Linked DNA regions of Gasterosteus aculeatus: region 1 is linked to region 2. A link is a contact called in public Hi-C data. All regions are on one chromosome and are shown on one strand. The core of a region is the stretch at or near the end of the contact, and the rest is flanking DNA. Distances in the headings are between cores, read along the strand shown.

Region 1 (7,313 bases), core at 1,628-4,127, 130 kb before region 2:
ACTTGGATAACAGGAACAAAACTGAGCACAGACATCGCAGAGGCCACGACACAGACCCGGCCTCCCCCGAAGACAGCCTGGTGCAGTAGGGCCTCGGACAGACCTGTACGATCGCCGACCTGTTTCCCTCCCATTCTTCCTTCTCTCCTAAACCCCCCCCTCCCCTCCTCCCTCCCATCGTCACCCACTGTTCACCCTCCTCGACCCCTCTCTGCAGGGGTGTTGCTGCTACCTGTATGATTTGAATAAAATGTTTATGCACAAGCGGGACAGGGCACGTGCAGCCAAAAGGCTCGGGCCACTATGGACTTACAAAGAGTAGTTGTGGGGTTTTTTTTTTTTATTCTACCCTGTAGCTTCTCCCGCTTCACTTCCACCACTGAGAGAGCGGCTCTGCTGTCGGTACTGAAGAACAAAGAGAGGAGCGCCTGTGTGGAGTCGTGCAGACGGAAAGAGCAGCAAAGACTTTGTACGACGCGCTTGTTGATACGGATATTTAAAGGGGGCCCTGGAACAACGTCGCGCATCTTGGTTTTTTGTAGATTTTGCAACATTATGTAGAACAATTGTTTATTATTGTTGTTCCCGTTTCATTAGAGCTCTTTGCTTTATTTTATTTGGTGCAGAATTTGTAAAGAAAAAAAATAAAAAGTGAGTTTGTTACTGCCATTTGTTGACATCTTCAAAATCACTGCAAGCCACAGATGTGGGAGAACCTGCAGTGAATCAAACCAGCGTGGTCACAGACTGAAAACAAGTGTTCTGTCTTGGTCAAAAAAGATTTATCTAGATACGTGAGGAATCTTATCCAACATTGGTTTTTCTTTTGTGTAAATGAAAACTGTGCTTTCCGTTAAGCCCCTCGGTTAAGAACCAAAAAGCACCTGTATGTCAAATAAAACTATAATGGGTTTGTACCTGTGTCTGCTTTCTCGTCGCCGTGGGCTGTTTCCCTAATTAGAATACACCAACTAGAAGTTGTTCAACAGAAACGTGACAAATTACCACCTGCTAAATTAGTAGTGATACCTGCAGTCATCATGAAAGTCAAAAATTAAGAGTAGATTGCGTTTTGTCTCCTCAATTATTTTTCAGCACAGTAAATATAACTAATTGTAGCGCAAACGTTCCTCAACTACAACAGTAGTTTGAATGACCAATTTAAATGAGGGGTGATAACTATTAGCTTAATTAGAAAAAGTAATTAGGATTCAGTCAGTGTTTTGTTGTACAGTTACAAGCCAAATTCTTTTGTAAAATAAAAAGAAACCAGTTGCTTTATTTAAAGCTAGACTGTTTATTGGTGGAGTGAATATTTTGCTCATCATTAACATCTGATAGCATCAACAGGCATGGTAATAGTATTTCCTCCTCAGTCATTAAGCAGAGAAATCCCGTTAATACAGACTTTACATGAAAATATATGAAATTCTGTCCAACTTTGACATTCGCAAAAAATATATCTAAGTCACAGTACAGTAATTATAGTGCAAGATAAAGCAATGTTTGAAAACATATTGGGGATGATACTTTAGGACCTTGGTTAAAACCAGGATTTCTTCATCAAAATGACCCCAATGGTTAAACAAAAGGGGAAATCCTGACAGATGCTGTTAAAGTTGAGACAAAACAAACTACCATTCACAAAAGCTTTTCTTTCTCAACCGACTTAACGCCTCCCCGTTCACTTCATATTAGCCACGAAATCCTCTCCCTTCTTGATGGAAGACTTCAGCTCGGTAATGCAATCGGCCACCAGCTTCTCCTCGAAAGCAGTCAGCTTGCCCAATCCCAGGTTCTTCTCGATGCCGTTCTTCCCCAGGAGAAGAGGGGTGGAGAAGTACTTGCACTCCGTCTCCTCTGATCGGACATACCCGCATTCCACCACACCCTCCTTTCCGTTTATGGCGTCCAGGACGGAGAAGGTGAACCGGGCCCCAGCGTAGGCCATGGAGAGGGTAGCGGATCCAGCGCCGGCCTTGGCCTTAACCACCTCGGTGCCGGCCTCCTGGATCCTGCCTGTCAGGGCAGCCAACTGGTCAGCGGGGAACTCCACTTTCGGTGTGCACTGGGAAATCAGGGGAATGATGGTCTTCCCGGCATGACCTCCAATGACCGGCACATTGACGCGAGCCGGGTCGAGACCTTTGAGCTCGGCCACGAAGGCGTTCGCTCTGACAATGTCCAGGGTGGTGACACCAAAAACTTTGTTGGGGTTGTAAACGCCATACTTCTTCATGACCTCTGATGTGATGGGTATGGTGGAATTGACCGGGTTGGCGATGACGCAGATCATTGCCTCGGGGCAGTTGCGGGCGCAGGCGTCGGCCAAGGTGGCAACGATCGTGGCGTTGGTGTTGAAGAGATCGTCGCGGGTCATGCCGGGTTTTCTGGGCACGCCGGCCGGGATGACCACCACGTCGCAGCCCTGCAGAGCAGCGTCCAGCTGACCCGGACCCATGTGGCCGGTCACCTGGGCCCTGGTCTCGATGTGGCTGAGGTCAGCGGCCACGCCGGGGGTGTGGGCGATATCGTACAGAGACAGTTGACTCACCAAGGGGCTGTTCTTGAGGAGCAGGGAGAGCGGCTGGCCTATGCCGCCCGACGCGCCGAGCACCGCCACCTTGGCGTTGTTCTGCGAAGAGGTGGAGAGGCTTCGCGCCAGGCTCACGGTGGGTCTCACGGCACGGACAAACATTTCGTCGTTGTTGCTTCTTTTCTTAGTTAAGTGGGAAATAAAGACGCTTGCTGAGCCGCTCTCCTCTGTGACACCAACGTCCTCTAGTCACCAGCCAACAGGAAGTGGTGCTCACGGGCATGCGCGGAATATAAGCGTCGCGCGTTTGACGTCGAGCTGCGTCATCGCGTATTCTCACGTCGTGGTCTTTATGTCAGCTCCGTTTTCGGAGGAAAACAAAGCCCGTTAAACGTTGGAGGTCGGCCAGCTAGCGCTTGGAATCAGTGGCGTTACACGAATCGTATCTTCGCAAAAGAAACACCACAGCAACGTTTGACGGTACGGTACGCACGCATCGTCTCTGTCGTGACAAAATAATTGCTGTTTTTGACGCCCTCATAAAATAACGTTAAGCTAGCACCGTCAGTTGAACTCCGTCTATTTGCTGGAGTCAGAATGCTGCTATCAGCCCAACCAGCGTTAGCCACAACAGGTCGTGTTGTTATGGTCCCTTTGCCAGAAAGTACCTGTGTTCGGTTTGACTTGTGACGTTAACAACAATCTTCTTTCCCTTTCGTTGCTGCTTTTGGCTCTTACTTTAGCTAAACTAGTTAGCTTGTAGCTTGTTACCAGTGTCTCTATTAACGTTAGATGGTTCGCAGTGGGTTTTACTCGACTGTCGTGTTCATAACAGCGGTGTCTTAATCATGGTGTTTGCCCCAATATAATGACAACACGCTGACACTTATTTTCTCCAGACTGTTCTCAGTGCAACCCTTTTTGTTCCACAGACTCCAGTAATTTAGCAAGCGCTAGCTTAAGTGAGTTGACGTTAATGCTTATTAGTAGCTAATGCTAATGGCTGTCAGCGTATGGTTAAAAGTCCACCTTATTTTATCATATAAGATGTCCGTTGTCAAATGAGGTTTGACGTTGACACTGTAAAGCCTGAAAAACGAATAACGCTACGTTTTGTTTTGCTTCCCCAGCTTAAGGATCCATCAACTCTCCTCATGCTACATCAGTGTTGAGGCACTTCCGGTAGGTAACAATTATCAGCCTTGTTTACATAGATGATAGTCTAATTGTTTGCTATTTAGTGACCGTGACAGTTAAATGTGATCTTGACACCCGCATTAAAATAGTGGATATATCTAACTACAGTTTATAATATGCATTTCCCCCCGTTCCTCAGTACTTCCTCAGGATGGCTAGCTGTGGAGAGGTAGACCACTCTGTCAGTTCGCTTCCATCCAGTAAGAAAGGCAATAACGGTGGAAGTGGGAACAGTGCCGAATCGTCATGCTCAGGCTCCAGTAACCCGTCCCCAGCCCTGTCTGTGCCGGAGTGTGCCATCTGTCTGCAGAGCTGCGTCCACCCAGTCCAACTACCGTGCCATCACGTCTTCTGTTTCCTGTGCGTAAAAGGAGCGTCCTGGCAGAGCAAACGCTGTGCTCTCTGTAGACAGGAAGTACCGGATGACTTCCTGGAAAGGCCGACACTTCTCTCTCCGGAGGAGCTGAAGGCGTCGGCGGGAGGCAGGGGAGGGGCAGCCAGTGATCACGCCTGGTACTACGAGGGCCGTAATGGCTGGTGGCAGTATGACGAGCGGACCAGCCGCGAGCTGGAGGACGCTTTTTCCAAGGGCAAGAAAACCGCTGAAATGCTTATTGCTGGGTTTTTATATGTAGCTGACTTGGAGAACATGGTGCAATACAGGCGCAACGAGCACGGTCGTAGGCGCAAGATGAAAAGGGACGTTTTGGATATCCCCAAGAAGGGAGTGGCGGGACTGCGTTTGGACACAGAGGGTGTTACTGGGGCCATTGGGGCAGCAGGTCGGGAAAGCTCTGCTGATGGAGCGGATATGACAGTAGCCGGTGCACAGCAGCAGGTTACAGGTATACCCTCTACTGTCGCAGCACCGACGAGACCTCCCACCTCCCTTGGCGCCCAGCCGGGCGCCAGCAGCGGCAGCCCCACTGTGGAGGATGCTCTCTCCCAACTGCAAATCACACCCAGGCCCACACCTTCTCACGAGCGGTCTGATGCTGGGGAAGGGGAGGAAGAAGATGAGGAAGAGGAGGCCTCACCCTCCAGGTCCTCTGACCCTCACACCTCTGTGGACGAGTCTGGCTCTGGAGACTGGAGCGATGATGATGATGAAGAGGAGGAGGAGGGGGGAGATGGCGAGCGTGTAGAGCCCTGGGAGGATAGACCACGGAGGCAAAGACTGACTCCAGAGGACAGAACCCCTCCTGGCGCTGAGTCTGCGTCGCCTCCTTCGTCCAGTAGCAGTGGAAGGTCCAGAATGCCTGACGGCCAGTGCACGGTGACTGAAGTGTGAAGTCGTCATTAAGGCCTCCATCAACAAATTGCTATTTTTCATTTCATTAATTTATTCCTCGCTGTATGCTGTCATTTACTCCCGTCACGGATCGGATGAGTAGATTTGCTCGGAAAAAGAGAAGTTAAACATAACCTACTCTCATATTTGAGATAAACCACTAAATTTGCTCACAATATTTCAGGATGTATCTGGATGGTTTGTTTCCAATCTCATCCAATATATATAGATAAGTAGAATCACTGTTGAGGGTTCTAGTACTGAGGCGGGAGGGACAGCCTGCTATTTGGTCCGATGGATGCTGCATGTTGGTGTGAGCCGTGACGTCTCATAATAGTCTGTCCAGCAAATCATGTGAGGTCACAAACGTTTTGTGCTGCTCAGCTGCCATCAGTCTGTTCACTTTTTTTTTTTTTCATTTGGTTGAAGGCATATCATGTCGTTTAAAAATGTCACAGAAATGGACGTTAAATGGTGAAAATGACTTCCCACTCTGCTGCCTTGCCTATCCAGGGAAGTCTCGTCTGTAAATTGATTATCCTCCCACCCAGAGGGCTCGAGGGAGTCCAGTCAGGTCAGTGACATTCGAGGGAAAAAGCATGAATTGGGACGTTACTCCTGAGAATGGAACCAGCTGAATTTGAATCATCTAGACGTTAACTCGCTCAGCTAACATAGCACACAGAAATGGGCTTGTTAGAGCTCAAGTCACCCGACTACTCATGCAAAGAATTTAACAGTTGATAATAAATAGTTCCTAACCAATTTTGTCTTACTTTGGATTGAACTGATAATGAAGGCTTTCCTTCTAATGTCTGGAAATTGGGTCATTTCCGAGCAGATTGTTTGAGGAAAAGCTTTTTAGGTTGTTTATCCAGATAAAGAAAAGGAAACATTTGTACTTTGCTTGTCAGCAATGTTTAACTTCTCAATTTATGTGCTACAACATTGCAACTCAAGAGCCTGCAGGATATTCTGGCTCCCTGCTGATGGTTGCTCTTTGATCTGATTGTAATTAACCTACAGCTTCTGAAATCTCTATCGTTAACAAATTAATGTGCAATATAGAAGCGCATATTGAATTGATTTTGAGCCTTTTCCAGCTTTAAATAATTTGAATGTGAAGTATCCGTGTTTTCATTATTAAAGCTGTCGAGGCCCCTGTAGCCTCACAAGTATTCTTACTGTCCCTGACTGAAGTGTTCTCAATTGGAGTGTCTCTAATGTTTTGTGATTCGTGCATGTTTGAAGTCGGCAGGATGAGGAGAGTACATTTTTGAGTTTGTTTTAACAAATAATGTTGTGTTATGTCTCTTATGGTTGTCAAGCTGTATGATGTCAGAGGCAGTCAGTTGCTATTGGCCACTCTGTAGATTTTCAAGTTTTTTTTATTTCTTTTTTTTAGCCATCATCAGCTCAGTCTTTGACTTTTCATTCTAAAGAATAAAGTTTATGTAACTATGTGTTTTTTTTATGTTTTTTGCTCTGCAAATTTCTTACATGGTTTGTGACTTAAGAATAAATTTTATTTCATCATCCTAAAAAGTATATTTGTAAGTAAATTCTTCCTTTTTTGCTGTGTAACAAGGTACATGTCTTGTTTTTATTTAAATATATATTTAGTAAACTCATTTAACACTTAACTATCAATGGGCCACTAGTAATACAGATTTCACCCCAAATATCTCCATGGTACCACTGTAAGATATTTTCTAAAAGTAAAATCATCCTTCCCTCTGGATTCAGGTCTGAAATATTCAATTGCCATCAGTCTTCTAACCAAGCATCCCAAATAAGATGCTGATAAAGCACCCGCGTATCAAAGCGCTCAGTACAGAATCAGGCAGTGTCGCCGTGGTTACCCCGAGTTGCTTGGCCACGTTAATAACTCACACGCAGCATCAAACGCAGCTCTCTCTCTTTCATTAGGGGCCATATTAACAAGGGTTTATGTGCTGGATGTCATAACGAGGCCACGTCTCTCTACCCTCACTCACCTTGTAGCTTATTTGGGATTCTGCTCAGGAACCGTGACCTCTGTGCAGGGTGAAAGGGGTGAAAAGGCCCGGTGTCCCCCGGGGACCCGTCCTGTTCTTCACATTTCAGTTTGTGCAGTTTTGCGCTTCTGCAATGTCTCACTTACAGAGTGGGCACATTATAAGTGTGACAGGAAACATGAGCTGCAAATCGGTGCAAAGACATACGAGGAAAATGCTGCATGTACATTATCTGACCCCGGTGTCTCAGCATCTTTCTACAAGCGTCATCACACAAGTGAAAACCAGCCAA
Region 2 (7,665 bases), core at 2,048-4,547:
TCATGTTCCTTCATCTCTACTGGGCTTTGGACACGGTATAAAGACAAAGTGTCAGACCAGGATGTGAAAGTTGGTTCCATGTTTATATTTATAAATGTCAACATTTTCTGTTTGTTTTCTCAATCTGATAATTGTATCTAACTGCAAATATGTACATGGAAGATGCACGAGTCGCCGGAACGCAAACGATTTTAATTTAATTTTCCAGATGGATCACAAGGTTTATTGACTGAAAATATTTCGGTTGGTTTCATAAACCATGAGTCATTTTTTTCTGTCACTCAAACATATCTGAAAATGTTGACCCTTCGTCTCTAACTCTGAGTACATCTGTCGCTGGATTATTGCTGTAAAGCCAGCAACATTTCTGGAGACAGCGGACCACACCTGCCCCCACACCGCCACACATTTTGGAGGACGATGAATCATTTAGGTCATTTTGGTAAGCTACATCTTCACTGTAACGTGTGCCAATCGGTCATCTGTGATTTAGCTTTCATATTTTCTTAGCTAATTGAAGGAATACCATGAATTCCAAGGAACTTTTCCTGTCTGTATAAACGAGACGAGAAAGACTGGGGGGGGGCAAGAAATGGTGTATGTGTGAAAGTCCGGGGCTGCATGGTGTTTTTTCACATGTTGAAAGCAAACGGAACAATCCTAGTATTACTAAACCGCTATCCAGACAGCTCAATGGTCGTAAACAGAACCGTATTTCAGAAATGAACCTGGTGCAATATTTAAGATATCTCTTCTGTGTCGTCTCACAGGCCCACAGGGTTATATATTGATGTGCCTTCAGAAGTACCCTTTTCTAAATATTTTATTTTCCCCCATCTACCTTGTGCAAGAAACGCATCCCTGTTTTCATTTGATAGTTTATTCTTTTCTTTATCGATATCGAGTAAAACATAATGGTTCCCCAAATGATTGTATTCAACACTGAAATGCTACTGAGACTCCTCCACAGATCGGATAATGACATTCCCGCCTTTTCTGTTTTCTTCAGTTTTTACACTACTGCCTTGAATCATATGGTTGTCATAAGTATAATAATACATTTCATTTCTTTCACTTCATTCAATCGCACACAGTATTTATCAGACAGGATTGAGTCCCGACTGAATCTCTGCCTGCTTCCTTCCCTCTTCTGTAACCGCAGACCTAATTTTATAGAAATTAAAATGGAAAGATGGAGGGAAATGAATCACAATTTTGTAAAATAATTTTATAAAAACAAAAATAAATCAATTAAAATATTTGATATGAATTGCCTTTCTTTTGTATGTATATTTTCTGACCATTTTATATCTGTAATGTCCGGTATTAGAACTACAAATCTGCGCTGCAAAAGAGCTACGTTGCGATCCCTCGTCCTTTCCGACTGGCAGCCCGTTCTCAGGCTTCCCCAAACATATTTTGCATGTTGGGGTTTATGTAGTGTTCCCTCTGAGAGAGCCAAACTAAATAATACCTTCGGCTGTGCGTGTGCATGCACGTGCACTCCTTTTCCTATGCCAGGAAACTGCTGTGTTTACATAAATCTGTGTCAGAATGATCGGTTTAGACACGCTGCATAAATAACAGCATCTTTCCAGGATGATCCCATGGTGCACGAGAGCTGCCAACCAAGCTACAAGAGAGAAACCCCCAAAACGCACACACACTCGGAGATGGACACTAAACTGGGCAAAACTCATGAAACAAAAAGCTGTGCGGTATTTTGGAGCTGGATTATACAGTAACACACCAAAGGAAAACCATTTGGACATCACTCCAAGACCACGTCCACCCTGGATGGTCTAAGAACCGAATCAGAAAGAATCCCCAAGAGATCCAAATGTTTTACAGGCTTTTTGTTTGCATGGTGACCGGAAATAAATGTGTTTTGTTGTAAACCAAGGAGAAAAGTTTCAATACTTGAAGAAATTGGAGCAAATGCCCATTCTTTCCTACTTTTCCTACACTAAACAAACATGAGCATATTATGGCAATTTTAGTCAAAGCGATTGATTTCATGGGAATGTGACTTCAATCGACCTTCATTTGGATACATGTGCATTGCGTCTTCCAGCCCACATATGTACAAGAATGCTTCAGCGCATCCAAACCGCAGCCTGTTTTACTCCATACAGCTGTACTACACAAATGATACACTTTAGCTGCATAGAGAGAATCAGATGTCCGGGGCTTTGTGACTCACCCCGTGGTGCGTCGACGCAGTGGTTCATTTAATGCAGAGAAGCATCCGTGCTGAAGTGACTGCTTTGTCTCAGGCTGTGTAGATGTCTGATAGGGAAAAATAACTTGATTTATCATGAATCGGCAACACGTTGTAAAAGCTCCACCCAGCTTTTAATTAAACACCATTTTAAAAAGTCATTATTGTCCCTCTTGCCTTTGCTATCTTTCAATTCTGGAGTTTAATAGTTAAGCTCAGATCAATAATTCATTTATCTAACAATGAGCCGTTGAGTCTGTGCAATGCTAAAATGTGTGTGATAACGATGATGTGATTGACTTCTGAGCATATCGGCACGGATTCAAATACATGAAGTGAATTAGTTCTTCCCTCGAAGCCATACATGCGTCTGTGTTATCATCCTGCCATTGTGATGATTATCACGCCGCTCAAGTGCCTTGGGAGTTTACCTTGTTTTATCATCTGTACCGTCACTGCAGATATCTAGCAATGCATGTTGCTTTATTGAATAGGACTGAAAGGATTTGATGAGTAAATTCTCACACCATGCAGATAACGAGACCTTTATTTACACACTAACAGGGAGCGCTGCTGCTGCTGCTGCACCATAAACATGGTCAACTGGCAGCACTTCTTCTACTGCAGATGCATATTTGACTGTAGATGATTCAGTTCAGTCTCTCTGGGATTCTCCTCACCTGTGTATCTGTTTGAATTTGTTTTTCTGGTGGGCATGTTGATGTTCTATTTAAGTGTAGCATGCACAATAGTTCAGGGGCCTCAGATGCAATCTGCAATTCCACTGATGACATGTCAGAACGTCTGCTGTGATAAAGGTGTGCGTGGTCTGGTGATGTGCTGGCTGTGGGTCATAACCGGAGCTTCCAACATCTGGATCTGCTGTCTTTCAAAACATTAGCTGACAGATGGGACACCTGTCCGTCACATTCACATCCACAAAAACGCAATACCATGAGCACAACAGCCGCGTGCAACCTTTGTTGGAAGTGAACCCTGCGAAAAATAAAAATATTTTTCTAACAAAAGCAGTTCCGACAGACAAAAGGTGAGTCAGGTGACTAATTTGTTACTACGTGTGAGGGAACACAGCGTGTGACCATTATTAGTATTGATCACATGTCAAGCACCGTCCGTGTCTCCGGTGGGCATTGAGCACTGGGCCACAGCGCCCCCTATCTGCGCTCGGTGCGAACAGCGGGCTGTCTGCCTGCGTCGGCCCCTCACACTCCGCAGACTCCTCCTCCGCCATTTTTGACTGTAAACATCCTGCCGATTTTAAAAGGACAGCGGTGAGCGGGAGGAAGGCGACTGGCGCCATCTTGGCTGTTTTAATGAGTACAACAGGGGATAATTCGCTGGGAGGATTCACATAGCCATTATAATTTCACTGTAAAGGGGGAGCAGCCGGTAAGTGTGTTTGCAGCGGGAATATTTACGCGAGGTTATGTGTGTTCTGCGGGCCGAGATAAGCATGCACGTTTGTGTGGGTCCGCTGCGGCCTTCACTGTACAGGGAGCCGTTAGCCACCTGCTAACGATACAGTTGTGCTGAATGAGGGGAAAAGTATGAGTAACGCCAGTGTTTCATTGGCGCCTTGTTCCGGCGCGCTTTCTGGGTTTTTTTCACATGCGAGCTGTGTTTTTGTCCGTTGTTTTAACGTAAGATTAATTAAATAAAACCCGTATGAATGGTTTCCTTTCTCGTTTTGTAGTTAGCTGGCGGCTAGTTTTAGTTCATCCCACTTGATGGCGCCGACTATTTCCTGGCGTTGACCAACCCTTGGCGCTCTTAACGCATTACACCGTATTAACTTAACTTACGTGTCTAACGTTACATAACCACACACACGTCTCTTTTAACAAAAAAATCTGTTTGCGCGAGTTATGAAGTGATTATTCATATGTCTAGATTATTGCTTACGTGTTTTATACTAGCTGTTACATGTGCAATTCCAATGTTTTGTCTGGGGAAAAAGCTTGTTTTGATTTAAAATTGTATTATATCCCTCTAAATACTACGCTGTGTCGTGATTTAGAGTTACATCTTACATAACGTTTCAAGTTAGCTTTGACCATATTCAGAACAACCAGGGGCAAAATATGTGCTTTGCGGGAGCCAGATGATACCTGATCACACGCTAGTTAAGTTAGTTAACCTAAGTTAATGATCCAACAAGAGACTACCTAACATTCGTTTCAATCAAACCCGTAACGTTACATCGAGAGAGAGAGACAGAGAGAGAGCGCACAACTCTCCCGTAACAAGTGTAACCAGGCGCCCATGAAACCGTAACCACCTCTTCAGATACTACCATTACTTACTAATAGCTAATACCATGTTGGCTACCTTGGTCTCAATAAATCGATGACTCTATTTTTCCCCCCGATTTGCTTTGCTTATTCGAGGGACCTTTTGATTTGGACTTCCTCCACCAGCCAAGTTCATCTGCATTTTTGAAAACCAGTCGTGGTGACTTGGTTCTTGTGATCGGTTTATCACACAATTGCTGTTAACTGCCTCCCTAATGGCATTATGAGCACAATAAGAATTGATCGTTATAACAGCTAATAGGATCCACATGTTTGTAATCGCTACGCATTGGTTCTGTTCAGCAGTCAATCTGCTCATCCTGAACATGTCTTGAGCATTTTGATTATTCTTTTCTTTCGTTTCTCCTCATTGTTTTGGAAATGCATCTCCCTCCTAATCACTGATGTGTTTATACCCCCTCCCTCCTCAGGTGAACCATACCACAGTGTGAGTGTGTGAGCCAGGGCAACCAGGGCAATGTTCTACGCCCACTTTGTCCTCAGCAAACGTGGGCCGCTGGCCAAGATCTGGCTAGCGGCCCACTGGGACAAGAAGCTGACCAAGGCTCATGTGTTTGAATGCAACCTTGAGAGCAGCGTGGAGAGCATCATCTCACCGAAGGTAACGAGACAACATTTTTTGCCTCCCAATTATTAAAATTAATTCATTTTCAAAAGAATATTCTACCAAAGACAAAGAAGAATGAATGGAGACTAGTTACAGCAGCGTTAATGCTCCATCAACAAATTGGATTGCCTTCATACAACGGTTGCCCTCCAGTGTGTTTGCAAGGACCTCTTTCAAAGTACCTCGTTCCTGTACAATGTTGATATATGCTGATACCATTCAGTGTTGTTTTTGAGCAAAGCAAATGTACCCTCACAACGTGCCTGGTCTTTGTTTAATTTTCCCATTTCCCCCCCTTTTTCTTAGGTGAAGATGGCGTTGCGTACGTCTGGTCACCTGCTCCTAGGGGTGGTGAGAATCTACCATAGGAAGGCCAAATACCTGCTGGCCGACTGTAATGAAGCCTTCATCAAGATCAAAATGGCTTTTAGGCCAGGTAAGAAGAACAGATGAGCAAAGTGCTTTCTCTAATCTGGAAGAAAGGCATTACTGCATTCAGGCTGATGGCAAAACGGAACATCTTTGTGCCTTTAGAAACAAGGTTAAAGTTGGAAAGAAACCTTGTTTCTAAAGACACTGGGGCGCGTTTTTTTTAACCACTTTAACCAGCAGTTATACAAGACTGTAAAGATGAACTGCAGTTGAATGTGTGATTGATTTTCCCACACTGACTTTGAGGAGTTTGATCACGGAGGACATGTGTCTGTTATAACAATATTAGAACTTTTTTCTCTGTCCAGGTGTTGTGGATCTCCCTGAGGAAAACCGAGAGGCGGCGTACAACGCCATCACTTTACCTGAAGAGTTCCATGACTTTGACCAGCCACTTCCTGATTTGGAGTAAGTTAAATTCAACTACAGTTCAGATTTCATTCACCAATTTTGGTTTGTGTGATTTAAGTACCCGCTGTTGTACTAATCCTAGATTTTTTTCATTTATTAATTTTATTTTTGCTAACAGTGACATAGATGTGGCCCAGCAGTTCACCCTAAACCAGAGCAGAGTAGAAGAGATCACAATGAGGGAAGATGTTGGCAACCTCAGCCTGTTGCAGGACAACGACTTTGGTAGGACACTCTATGTAAATATCGGGGATGGGCATGTGTCTCAACCAATGAGAGCACTTGGAGGCGGGCCTAAGACTGCTGCAGTGATTCATATGAACAGAAATTGACTGGCGGAGAAAACTTGCAAACTTTTGCGTGAACATTACCAATTTAAGTCTTTCAGTGGGTGGGTTGATAGACGCAAAGTTATTTATAACCACTACTGGCTTGTTCTTTAAATACAGACAAGATGTGAAAACAAGCTGCTTTTGATTGTCACTCTTTATTTGGGTAAGCCAGCCATGCGGTTGTTCCCCTCACATGAATCCCCCCCGGGTCCTGACTGTTAAGCTGCTCCCTGATAACAGAACCATGTTTTATTCTGGTACCTCTTCAGAAAATAAACCAAACATTGCTCTAACAAAGTAGGTATAACCTCAATGTGCTAGCAGTTGCACGTAGCTTTGGTATCATATTTTATTTGATTACATAATTGTTTAAGTTGTGATTTACAATACATATATTAACTGCTACTGCATGCAGGGAATACTGCTTTTAAAAAGTCGCAAATTACTTTAAAGTGTTTTTACTTATTGCCCAGCACAAATGTATCATGTGGTTTACAATGGTGCATCATACATCTAAATATGTACGAGGCGATAATTGCAAATTTCAATAATAATGGCACATAATTTAGGATGGTACAACAAAACCGACTTCCCCTGTTCATATTTTCATAACATCCATGTCCTGTACTCTTCAGCTGACTTTGGTATGGATGAACGAGAAATGATGCGCGAGGCCAGCACATTTGAGGAGGATATCATGCACGGTGCCACGGCCTCTAACCTTTTGCTGGAGGCGGAGCCTGGCCCAGCCAACCTCCCTGACAAATCCAACCACATGGAGTATGATGACTTTGGGGATGCCTCCATGGGCAACAGTGATGGGGGAATGCTGGGTGAGCCACATCAGGTTACTGTTTGAGTTGTTCTCTTTACTCTTTATGGTAAAGTTATTAATAGCTAATCCCAATTATTTCCCAGTTGATAAGCTACTGAGCTCTGATGACGGAGGAGGTATTTTTGACGACCCTCCAGCCATCACTGCAAGCGTCATGATGCCACCGGACCATGGAGACGATGATGACGATTTTGACAACCTCCAGTCACGTAAGTGAAGTTGGGCTGTTTTCTCTTCACTTATTGCAGAGCGTGTGAAACAGAATATACAGTTTGTTTAATAGGTGCTATGTTTCAATAAAGTACATTCAGTTGATTGAGGGGCTGCTTGTCGGACATGCACTCAGACGCAAGCATGCCTTTTTGCTTGGAGGCTAGGGCTGCCAGCTCCGTGGCCCCGCCCACCCTCACACCCTCTCCCCCGTAGTGGGAGCGAGACTGGATCCCTGTTGACGACGAATGTGTCTTTCGTGTCTTTAGCGGGTCCTGACAGCC

The links. A called contact is a pair of places that touch in the nucleus more often than the background predicts.
Region 1: a Hi-C map of liver shows a contact between it and region 2, with 3 times the contacts expected there. The contact joins the promoter of LOC120810184 here to the promoter of LOC120810588 in region 2. A contact is called at or near these places in 3 of 6 Hi-C or Micro-C datasets (liver, skeletal muscle and whole body).

Annotation. Positions count from the first base shown.
Region 1 is chr20:14,535,127-14,542,439 of fGasAcu3.hap1.1, reverse strand. LOC120810184 (E3 ubiquitin-protein ligase rnf146) reads left to right here and starts at 2,877. Exons shown (of 3, transcript XM_040164526.2): 1 at 2,877-3,016; 2 at 3,667-3,718; 3 at 3,873-6,569. The coding sequence starts at 3,885. The coding sequence ends at 5,024. mdh2 (malate dehydrogenase 2, NAD (mitochondrial)) reads right to left here and starts at 2,698. Exons shown (of 1, transcript XM_040164527.2): 1 at 1,278-2,698. The coding sequence starts at 2,698. The coding sequence ends at 1,685. It overlaps rspo3 (R-spondin 3), which reads left to right. Exons shown (of 6, transcript XM_040164528.2): 6 at 1-917. The coding sequence ends at 89.
Region 2 is chr20:14,406,746-14,414,410 of fGasAcu3.hap1.1, reverse strand. LOC120810588 (double-strand-break repair protein rad21 homolog A) reads left to right here and starts at 3,297. Exons shown (of 14, transcript XM_040165253.2): 1 at 3,297-3,631; 2 at 4,965-5,155; 3 at 5,468-5,597; 4 at 5,902-6,001; 5 at 6,123-6,229; 6 at 6,972-7,169; 7 at 7,255-7,380; 8 at 7,651-7,665. The coding sequence starts at 5,012. LOC120810156 (exostosin-1b) reads left to right here. Exons shown (of 11, transcript XM_040164469.2): 11 at 1-1,264.